Linked DNA regions of Sus scrofa: region 2 is linked to region 1. A link is a contact called in public Hi-C data. All regions are on one chromosome and are shown on one strand. The core of a region is the stretch at or near the end of the contact, and the rest is flanking DNA. Distances in the headings are between cores, read along the strand shown. Region 1 holds the start of PPP2R5E (protein phosphatase 2 regulatory subunit B'epsilon). Region 2 holds the start of RHOJ (ras homolog family member J).

The links. Hi-C and Micro-C count contacts between places; a contact is called where the count stands out from the background.
Region 2: a contact with region 1 is called in a Hi-C map of skeletal muscle, with 5 times the contacts expected there. The contact joins the promoter of RHOJ here to the promoter of PPP2R5E in region 1. A contact is called at or near these places in 2 of 47 Hi-C or Micro-C datasets (heart right ventricle and skeletal muscle).

Annotation. Positions count from the first base shown.
Region 1 is chr1:194,503,018-194,508,022 of Sscrofa11.1, forward strand. It overlaps PPP2R5E (protein phosphatase 2 regulatory subunit B'epsilon), which reads left to right and starts at 2,518. Exons shown (of 14, transcript NM_001244062.1): 1 at 2,518-2,561; 2 at 4,697-4,860. The coding sequence starts at 4,704.
Region 2 is chr1:194,840,751-194,845,755 of Sscrofa11.1, forward strand. RHOJ (ras homolog family member J) reads right to left here and starts at 3,117. Exons shown (of 5, transcript NM_001168417.1): 1 at 2,943-3,117. The coding sequence starts at 3,117.

The DNA.
Region 1 (5,005 bases), core at 1,268-3,767:
AAGAAGACCTATTCATTTCAGTTACTCAGCCATTTTACAGAAAGTGAGAGTTTTGAAATGAATGGTCTTTACAGAAATTCATAATTTGCAAGCAAAATCCCCACTCAACAGTGTGAAATGTTCTAAGCAACAGCTGTGAATGTTTCAAACATGTACTACTCTTTGACAGTTCAGTTGTTGCCAAGGGAAAATTGAGTTGGCTTTAAAATCTTCCTTGGTTTAAATTCTGCATTTACCCTTAATCAGAAATTGAGCAATAGGTTCTGCATGGTTGGGACACTGAACTTTTCACAAAGACTGGTATGGGAAATTGAAACATGGAAATGTAAGTTTCCTAAGTTCGGAAGAAGACTGCTGTTCTAGCCAGTTTTATCAGGCCTCAGGGAGGTGAAGTTTTCAGAGCAAACACCAGCTCTGTCTATACAGTGGCCAATTATCTGTGAAGTCAGTAGTGGAAGCCTGTTTCCGTCAAAGAGCACCATCTTTTTGTTTCCCATTTTAGTTCAACACAGAATTTGAAAATTTTTTCACGGTGCCAAAAAATTTTTCCCTTCAAGATCCATTTCTGGGAGTATGCATAGAAATTTGTAACACCTGAGGGTTAAACAGCACAAACAAATACAACACATTTTTTGTTGTTGTCACTCATTTATATGGTAGTTTTATTTATACATAGTTCTATTTCCTAACTGTACAGAGAACATGATATAATGCGAAGGGGAAAGACTAGTCTACAGAATGGCAAATACAATATTAAAAGAAAAAAATGCTGGAGGGAAGATACTAACAGTGCTTATCCCTGGGTTGTAGGATTACGCGCTAATTTTTTTTTTTTCATTTACCAAGTTTTGAACATTTGGAACCCTGACACTTGCTTTTAGCATTAAGAATTTTTTTCTTCCTCCCTACCCCTCCCCCCCCCCAAAAGATGTACATTGCATGCAGTTAAATACAGCTACAGCCCAAGAATAGTCTTTGTAAACGCACCATTTAGCCTTGGGCTCACCAAGGATGCAAACGCATTTCTAAATATTTTATCACCTGTTCTAGCTAGAGTTAAGTGAAGTCTCCGTAAACTCTTTCGGATCCAACTTGCCAACTAGAAGCGGCCGAGCTCCTGCAGTTTGGAGCTGGAGTCCCTAAACTCTGTGCAGCCGTGGGCGAAGCGGCGGATCTCCATAAACGCCTGCAGGTCGTAGCATCAGCTTTCCCACCAGCATAAGCTGCACGTTGCTGGCCCCGAGCAAGGCTCGCAGGAGTTCCAAGGAGCTGGTACTCAAAGTAGAAGTTTAGGGAAAGGAGACCAGGCAAGAAGGAATTCGAAGCGACAACCCCAGAGTGCTGGGAGGTCGGATTTCGGTGCCAGGCCCGACGAGGTTCCTTGCAGAGCGACGGTGGGGGCATCAGGCCGTGCCGAGGGCCCAATGCACAAGCGGCAGCGCATGGGCGGGCGGAGCTTTCTTTTCCTCTGCGCGGCGCCGGTGCCCGTCCTGCGCGGTACTCGAGCCCAAAGGCTAGCCTCATTGCTGAAAGGGGCGAAATCATGGGCCAGGGGCGTCCCCATCCTCAGCCGACTCTTGCCCCTGGATCCTCGGGTTGACGATCGTCGCCTGGAGGCTCCGCGTTACGCGGAAGCCCACCGAATGGATCTGCCCGCCGCACACGTCCGGGCTCAACAAGCTGATCCCGGGCCTGGAGGATCAGCTAACTCAGTCCTAAACGCCTGGCGGAAGCGGCAGCGGCACGGCCGCAGGGTCTCGGCTGCATCCGGGTCCCTCTCGCCTTGGCCAATCTTCGGCCTCTTCTCTTCCCACTCCCGTGTCTCCGCCCCCCAGCCGCCAATCCCTGCTCGCCTCTCAGCCCAACGTGCTGACAGGTGAGTGAAGGCGGGAGTCGACCAATGAGGCTTCGCTTCCCGTTTGAAGCATCCAGTGACCGGGCGCCGGGGGCGGGCTCTGCGGGCCAGAAGGTTCGGCTGCGCGTGTGCCATGGACTCGGCCGCCCGGTGATATTGACAATAGGAGAGAGAAAGGGGCATTGACTGGGACCCTCCGCGGGCGGCGAACGGCGGCTCTGGCAGCGGCGGCTGCAGCTCCAGCGGCTCCTCCTCCTTTTCCTTCCTCCTCCTCCTGCGGCCGCTGCGGATCCCGTCTTCCTCCCTCCCTGCCCCCTCCGCTTGTCGTCGCCGCCGCCAGGTCCGGGGCAACGAGCAGAGGCGCCGCCCGCCGGGAATGTGAACGCGGAGCCGCCGGCGGAGTCGAAACGGGGTCGGTGCCGATTTGATGGGACGGGTCCGCGGGGGAGGGTCGTGAGGCCGCCGCCGCCGCCGCCGCCGCCGCCGGAGCGCAGAGGTTCAGGTCCGGCCGTGAGGCCTAGAGGCGCCGCCGCCGCCGCGGAACCGGAGGGACGCTGCCCCGGAGCCGTCGCCCGGGCTCCCCGCGCCGTCCGGACCGCCCCCCGCTGCTCCGGCCCCGCCGGCCGCCCCCGCTTCGGCCTCTTCCCCGTCTCCTGCCCCTCGGAAACCACAGGTCATCTTCGGATTCTTCTCCAGAAGCTTCAAGGTAACTTGGTCTCTCCTGCACCGCAGCTCTCTGCTGCTTTCAGCCTCCCTTCCTCCTCCTGGTCCTCCGGGGACCTGCAGGCACCGGCCTCGGGAAGGCCTGGCCCGACCGGCGAGGGTGCGGTGTGTGAGGTGCGGGAGCGGGAGCGGGAGCGCCGGCCCCACTTGTCTGATTTACCTGCAGACGCTGCTGGTGATGCCTCTCTTGCCCCTGCCCCCTTTTCTCCACCTTCAGTCATTGGAGGCGCATTCCTGTCCCCTTCATCTGTTGACGGTGGCGGGGGGAAAAAGGGGATTGTTGAAGTGAGAAGGATTCTTTAGCAGCTTATCTTCTCCAAGGTTTGTTTGGGATGACGGGGAGGTGGGAGCAAAGGGAGTGAGCATCCCTACCGACCAGCCCTTTCGCTGTCTTTCTCCTCTACCCCAGTGGCCCCTTTGGATTATCCTGAGTCTTGGAAATGCCCCGTGTCCGGTGATTAGAGGATGATAAAGCTTCGGGGTCCAGAGCAAAACCTGTTTCCCCGGGCTTTGCGCGGACCCGCTGCTACTGCACGTTCAGTTCTGCAGAGCTGTAGGGTTGAGTCTGGGGCCTCGGTCATAAGGGGCAAATGGTTTAAAGATTTTTTTTTTTTTTTTTTTGCTACTGGTAAATCATCTTTAGAGATGGGAGATGAATAAAGAAGAGACAAAAAGAGTGATGGAGGAACAGGATTTACAGAAATCTTGTGTTGTGAGGGTTAAATGAAATTTAAATAATCACATAACAGATTGGAAAAGCAGCCCCTAAATTTACAACATACAAATGTGATGTGGAGCTTCTTGATGATGCAGTCATTATGAAAATTTTAAAGTGATCTCACTTCTTTTATAGTCATTCATGGTTTGCAATTCCGTTTTATGTGTTACATTTTATTTAAGGGTAAATTAGGTAGATTGCTAAAAAAACTTTTTTTAAAAAAGAGAACCAAACAAGATTTCAGAATTCCAAACCTCAACATCACATGGTTTTGTTTGTTTTTTGTGTATGTTTTTGTTATTTTTACTTTGTCAGAATCCAGCTAATCCAGGTAACTTACTCTCATACATTCAGGAAGAAATCCCCTTATTTAGAGGTTAAAAAACACTTTATCTTATGAATTGGAATGACAGGTGAGTAATTGCATTTTAGCATTTCCCCCATATGCATTATTTCTATTAAAGTCTGCCATTAATCTTGCTGGGAGCCTCAATGCCATGGAAATGATGGCATCTGTTTAAATTGGTGAATGAAGCTGAGCTTAATGCTTGTTACTTTTAGGAAATAGCCTTCATGTTAATAATTTGAGAAGGTTAAAAAAAATCCAGAAGAACTGTTCAGTTCCATTAGTTTGATGGAATGAAAATTAATATTTGATGATGAACTTCAAGGGAACTCAACTTGGTTGTCTAAGTAGACTGTGGATTTATGTTTTTATTTCAACTTAGGTACATGATTTCATGAGTTTTGTTTATTAAGCTTTGTTAACTTCAGATGCCTTCATTCAAAAAGATGTTTGAAATTATTTTAATTATGCCTTTTATGTGTTCTGTTTAAGGTAATCTAGCTTGTCCTCTTGTGGTGTGGTGTAGTTATCGTAGCTAGCAGCACATGGCACTACAAATCATGCCTAGGTAATTCAGAAATTATAAATTTCACCTTGTTGTGATACATTGGTATAGATTCCTGAAGTACCATAAGGGTTTCAATTCTAGAGCCCATTCATAACATTACATTTCTTGGGAAAATGTATTGACTGAAGTATTCCAGCTGCAGAATAGCATCAGAATTACCTTAGGAATCTCACAATGTAAAGAGCTTTGCAGTTAGAAAATGACTGTGGTTTGGAAGAGTTTTTTGAGTGTAATGTGGATCTTTAATGCATAGTGTAGTGAGGGCCCCACAGTACATTAGTATTACCATTTTGCCTATATAGTACTTTTGTTCTATTTTCCACCTGGTTTTTGTTTTCCCATTGAACATATGAGTGTTCTTAATTGATTTTATTTGCTTTCTTTTTCACATATTCTCATTCTCAAAAAAAATATATAGGAATTTTAGAATTAGTGTAACTCACCTGTATGCTCGTAATGTGTTGATGACAACCTCTTTCTCTTCAGTAGGGATATGTCCTCAGCACCAACTACTCCTCCATCAGTGGATAAAGTAGACGGATTTTCTCGGAAGTCCGTCAGAAAAGCCAGACAGAAGAGGTCACAAAGTTCCTCACAGTTTAGGTCTCAAGGCAAGCCTATTGAGTTAACACCTCTGCCACTGCTAAAAGGTAAGGCTCATGACCAGGTGATGGATTCCTTTTCAATTTATCTTTTTATATCTGTATATAATTTTCCTTTTGTAGAGTTCTATATTTGTTAAAATTCTCTATTGGGAATTGAAGAGATGGGATTTCAGACATGTTGAAGTTATTA
Region 2 (5,005 bases), core at 1,867-4,366, 340 kb after region 1:
ACATCTTATGAAGAAAGATGAAGCAGGATAAAAAGTTAAAGAGTAACTCTGCATGCCTGTGTTTGTGTTATTTTGTATGAATGCATTAAGCAATGTGATCAACTGAAGCTGAGGAAGATTGGGTAGAGGGAATAAGGTCAAGCTGGGGGAAGAGCAAGTGCAACATCTTCAAGGAAGGAAAGAGTTTGGTGTGTTTGAGGAATGTCAAGATAGATGGGGTGGCTAGAGCAGAAATACTGATGAGCAGAGAGTAAGGAGATGAGGTTGGGGAAGAAACAGGGACAAGTTATGGAGTGCCTTGTAGATTCTTATGTGACAGTGTAAGAGTTCAATCAGTTCCTATATGAGGAGGGTGGTGGCAGGAGAGTTAGCATCTTTGTGATGAGAAGATCCCTCTCCTATGGAAACACTCACTTCCTTGCACTCCTAGGTGTATTTGGCTCATATCTTTATTTCCCTTATAACCTAGATGAAAGAGCATGAGATAATTGTGTACTTAAAAAAGTACAAAGTGTAAATCAAAGTAACAGTGTGTGGGAATGCTTCCTACGTGCAAAGTATTGCTTTGGGTACAGTGACTGATTTCTTGAGCACTAAAATATGGAGTAGCCAAAATCTAAGATACTTTGATGCTCAAATAACAGTAAGCATGTACATGACTGAAATAGAAAGTAATTTGATCCTAGTGAAATCTACTGGTAGTTCAGCCTTTGTTTGACCTCTAACATTTTTTTTGTTTTAATCGGATGACTTTATCTCTAAAGATGGTTTTACCTTTTTCCTTGACCCTGGACTGTAATTGGTTCACCCAATAGATGAGGATAGGATATACAATTTTTTTCTTTTTTTTATTTCTTTTTTTTCTTTTTTTTTTTTTTTTTTTTTTTTTGCTTTTCAGGGCTGCACCTGTGGCATATGGAAGTTCCCAGGCTAGGGGTCGAATTGGAGCTACAGCTGCTGGCCTACGCCACAGTCGCAGCCACAGAAACATGGGATCTGAGCCACATCTGGGACCTATACCAAAGCTCACAACAAAACCGGATTCTTAACCTATTGATCAAGGCCAGGGGTGGAACCTGACTCCTCATGGATCCTAGTCAGGTTCATTAACCCCTGAGCGATGAAGGGAACTCCCATAATTTTTAAAAGCACTTGACACCTCTCCCTTTAGTAGATTTCAGGTTCTATTTTTTTTCTTTAGCGTTTGCAACTGTGGCATATGGAAGTTCCTGGGCCAGGGATTGAATCCCAGCTACAGCAGCAACAATGCCAAATCCTTTAACCCACTGTGGCCAGGCTGGGGATTGTATCCACACCTCAGCAGTGACCCAAGCCACTGCAGTCAGATTCTTAACCCACTGTGCCATGGAGGGAACTCCTTGGGTTCCATTTTTGATCTAAATGTTTTTGAAATTAGATGAGCCATTTCCCTATTTTTGGCAAAAAAGAAGTTGTAAAATAAATAACTTTTGCAAAGATGTTTACAAGTCAAGTATCCTAATAACTTTCTGAAGTTGCAAACCTGATTTTATGATTAGTTTTTTTTTTCCTTCTCCAAGTGAAAGTCTATTTGTACTTCTCCTTATTCTGTTCTCATTGAAATATTCTTCTCTGGGCATAGTCTTATATTTTCAGAAAAACTTAAGGAAGCCAGCGTTCAAGTTTGCTCTTAATTTCTCCAACTATAGAAAAACTTGCTGTGAAGTAGATACTATTTTCAGTGTGGTTCTCCCCCTGTCTGCTGGGTAATAGGGCCATCAGTCATGTACATGTTGTCGTAAGAGGAGACAAAGGTGATTGTTTAACTCTGGAAAAGAAGCTCCTTCCTACAGAAAGGATCTCAAATGGCCCTACAGCAAAGTCAACACTCACACAGGTTTCCTGTGGGCCATTTCCCCTCTGCTGCTCTGGACCCAAAGCCAAAGGGAGGAAGAGACCTTTTCCTCTGGCAAAATCTCAAATCTGTAACTCAAGCTGATCTCACAGTGATCAAGTGGATTACCATATTCCAAAAAGTTATACGATCTAGGCTATTGTAAACTTGAACCATTTTATGAATTTGCTTTTAAGAAATTTAGTGAGATTTGTTTTGGAGACTAAGAAAAAAAGAAAGTCAAAATGGAAACATTTAAATAAGCTATCACACTATAAACTTTAGAAAACTATATATATATATATATACCTGAAAGAATTAAATTATTGATCACAGTATCTTAACTATCAGATCTTAAAGTATTTTATGGCATGTTTCATCCTTTGGGGACATACTTTGAAATGACCAAAAATCTTATTTTTCTCTTTATTTTTACTTTTAAAATAATTAATTAAAAATGTCTCTTTTAACTTAAGAAACAGATTACCTAATAGGTATTTAAAATCTTTGAATACTTTTCCTACAACCTACCTCCACAGGAAAATGAAAGTACAGTAGGACAGCACCAATTGTTATAGAAAAATGAATGTTGTAATGTTATTAATCTCAGCATTTCATGTATCAACAGCATACAGTGTGTATATGAGAAGTGACAAGAACACTTTTTTTTTTAACCAGTTATGTGGTTAGGGGGTGATTTTTTTTTTTTTTTAAAGAATTGTGATACAATTACACTACATTTTAAAATGTCCACATGAAAAAAAGTTGATGAATTTTCAGGCAAAAATTGAATAAAATCTCTGGCCCCAAAACCTACAGGGCAGTTCAGGGAGTTTCCCAAGCTTATTCATTTGGTTAAGGGGGAGCAGTGTGTTACGATCAAGTTGATACACACATTGTTCTCACAGTTCCAGCAAGGACAGTGGTGGGAGCGTATGCCCGTTACCTGGCTCCTGCCAGGCCCGCACCCAGTCCTGACACGAGAGCTAAGCCAGGCCCCTCTGAAGCTGGGGTGTCGCCTCCCGCAGCATGTACCCCACAGGCAGGGGCAGGTTTTCCACTGTCTTACCTGCGTAGTGGTCAAACACGGTGGGCACGTACTCCTCTGGGAAGGCGTCATTGGCGTAGCTCATCAGCAGACAGGTCTTCCCCACGGCGCCATCCCCCACCACCACACACTTGAGCATCTTCTTCTCCTCGTGGCCGCAGCCGCAGCTCCTATCCTTTCCCTCCTGGCAGTTCATTCTCGCCGCTCCAGCTGCCGAGGCTGCTGCCGCCGGGGCTTCTCCTGCTTCCCCTCAAGCCCTTGAAGCCAGCGGCAGGCTGAGGATCACTCTGTCTTACTTTGGGTACCTGGGGTCGTGTCCCAGGCGTCTGGCACATGCCCTCTCCCTCACCATACTGGTCAAGAAAGGTAACACACACGGGGGAGAATGATTAAAAGCATCTGTCTGCTTTCCCCATCAGTTAGAACTAAGAAACCCTCATTTTCACCGAATTCTAGTGGCTTCCTGGCCGTCTAGAAATTTCAACCGCCTGAGGGTTTCCACTCTGGTCTCCTGTTCTCCAAGCTTGGCTGAAGACACAGTGGAATTTTGCTAAATCTTCCCCATTTCCCAATTCACATCTAACATGGAGGAAAGCCGGGCTTTTTAATGGAGTTTTCCCTTGCTTCCTCCAGCTTGCCGAGTGTCAGGAAATCATGGGTTTCCTGCTGCATTCCATATTAGGATCAGTGGGCTGGAGAAGGCTGCAACAATGGGAGCTCTGTGTGTGTGTGTGTGTGTTTGTACTTGTGGGGCAGGCTGCCAGGACCTGGAGTGGGAAAACACTAGGGGTCCCACTGCCGACTCAAGCTGTCAGACTTCCTGTTTCATCTCTGGCCGGGGAGGCTGTTTGCCTGTAGCTGGCTGGGAAGAAGCTGACGAGAGGATGGAAACTGGAGAGAACTGTCTGCCTTAGAAACAGAGGGGATGGTTTAAATGAGTGGAGAACACCACACCAGCCCTGGTAGGATAACATCTGACGTCATCCCTCACTGAGTCACGACCTGTTAGAAGCCTGCAAATTAAAAATGGACAGTTCTTCACACACTTAAATGAGAAACTTTAGGCAGTTTGTCCTGGCAATGAAGAGGAAAACCTTCCAGAGATTCATTGTTTCCAAGGGAAACATTCTTGTAGATCATAGGTATAAGCTGTGCAATCAGGTTTATAAGCTGCCACATTGGAGCACAGTGCTCAAATGTGTATTCCAGACACAGACATTTTTATGGCTGTAGCACATAAGAAATCAACCAGATGTGGGATGTTTGCATCTTCTTATTAGTGAATAAACACACATGCACTTGGCTCATATTCATTCTTGGAGATGAGAGTATGTGGGATGGCTCTATTGGTTTGATTCTGGCCCCCAAACGCTGCTTTTGTTTGAACAGTCCTATTTTTGATTTAGTCTTCTCTCCACTTGGTCAGCCTGGCCCTCTTCAGTTACAAAGGAGCCATGGCAGCTCATTTATTTGTCTATTGGGTCACTCAAAACGAAGCCCTCTTGAAGCTCTGTGTTTGATTAATGTACTTGGTTTTAGAAAAGAAGTGGCACTCTGCAAGTGATTTTGACAAATGGGTCAAGTACTTTTTGATGGGGGAGCTGTGTGTTTCTTTGAAATTTTGAGCATGGAGTTTTATGAATTCAAATTATCCAGTCGATGTGAGGAGGGGTTTTTTTGGGGGGGGCATAAGTCTGTATTAATATTGATATATATCCATATCCATATGCCACTGTGTAATAGATGTGGCCTCACATTTCTACTGTGTTGGCATATAGTAACTTTTGCCATAGTGTTAAGTATCCCAATATTTCTATCCTATAGAGGGATGGTGTTTAGGTCAGGTTGTGTAACTATAAGACTATGTTGCTGTAACAACTCTCCATGCTCAAGTTAAAATAACATGCTCAATGACATATCACCTCAGACCTGTCAGAATGGCTATCATCAAAAAGTCTACAAGTAACAAATGCTGGAAAAGGTGTGGAGAAAAGGGAACCCTTGTATAGTGTTAGTGAGAATGTAAATTAGTACAGGCATTATGGAGAACATATGGAGTTTCCTTGAAAAACTAAAAATAGTTC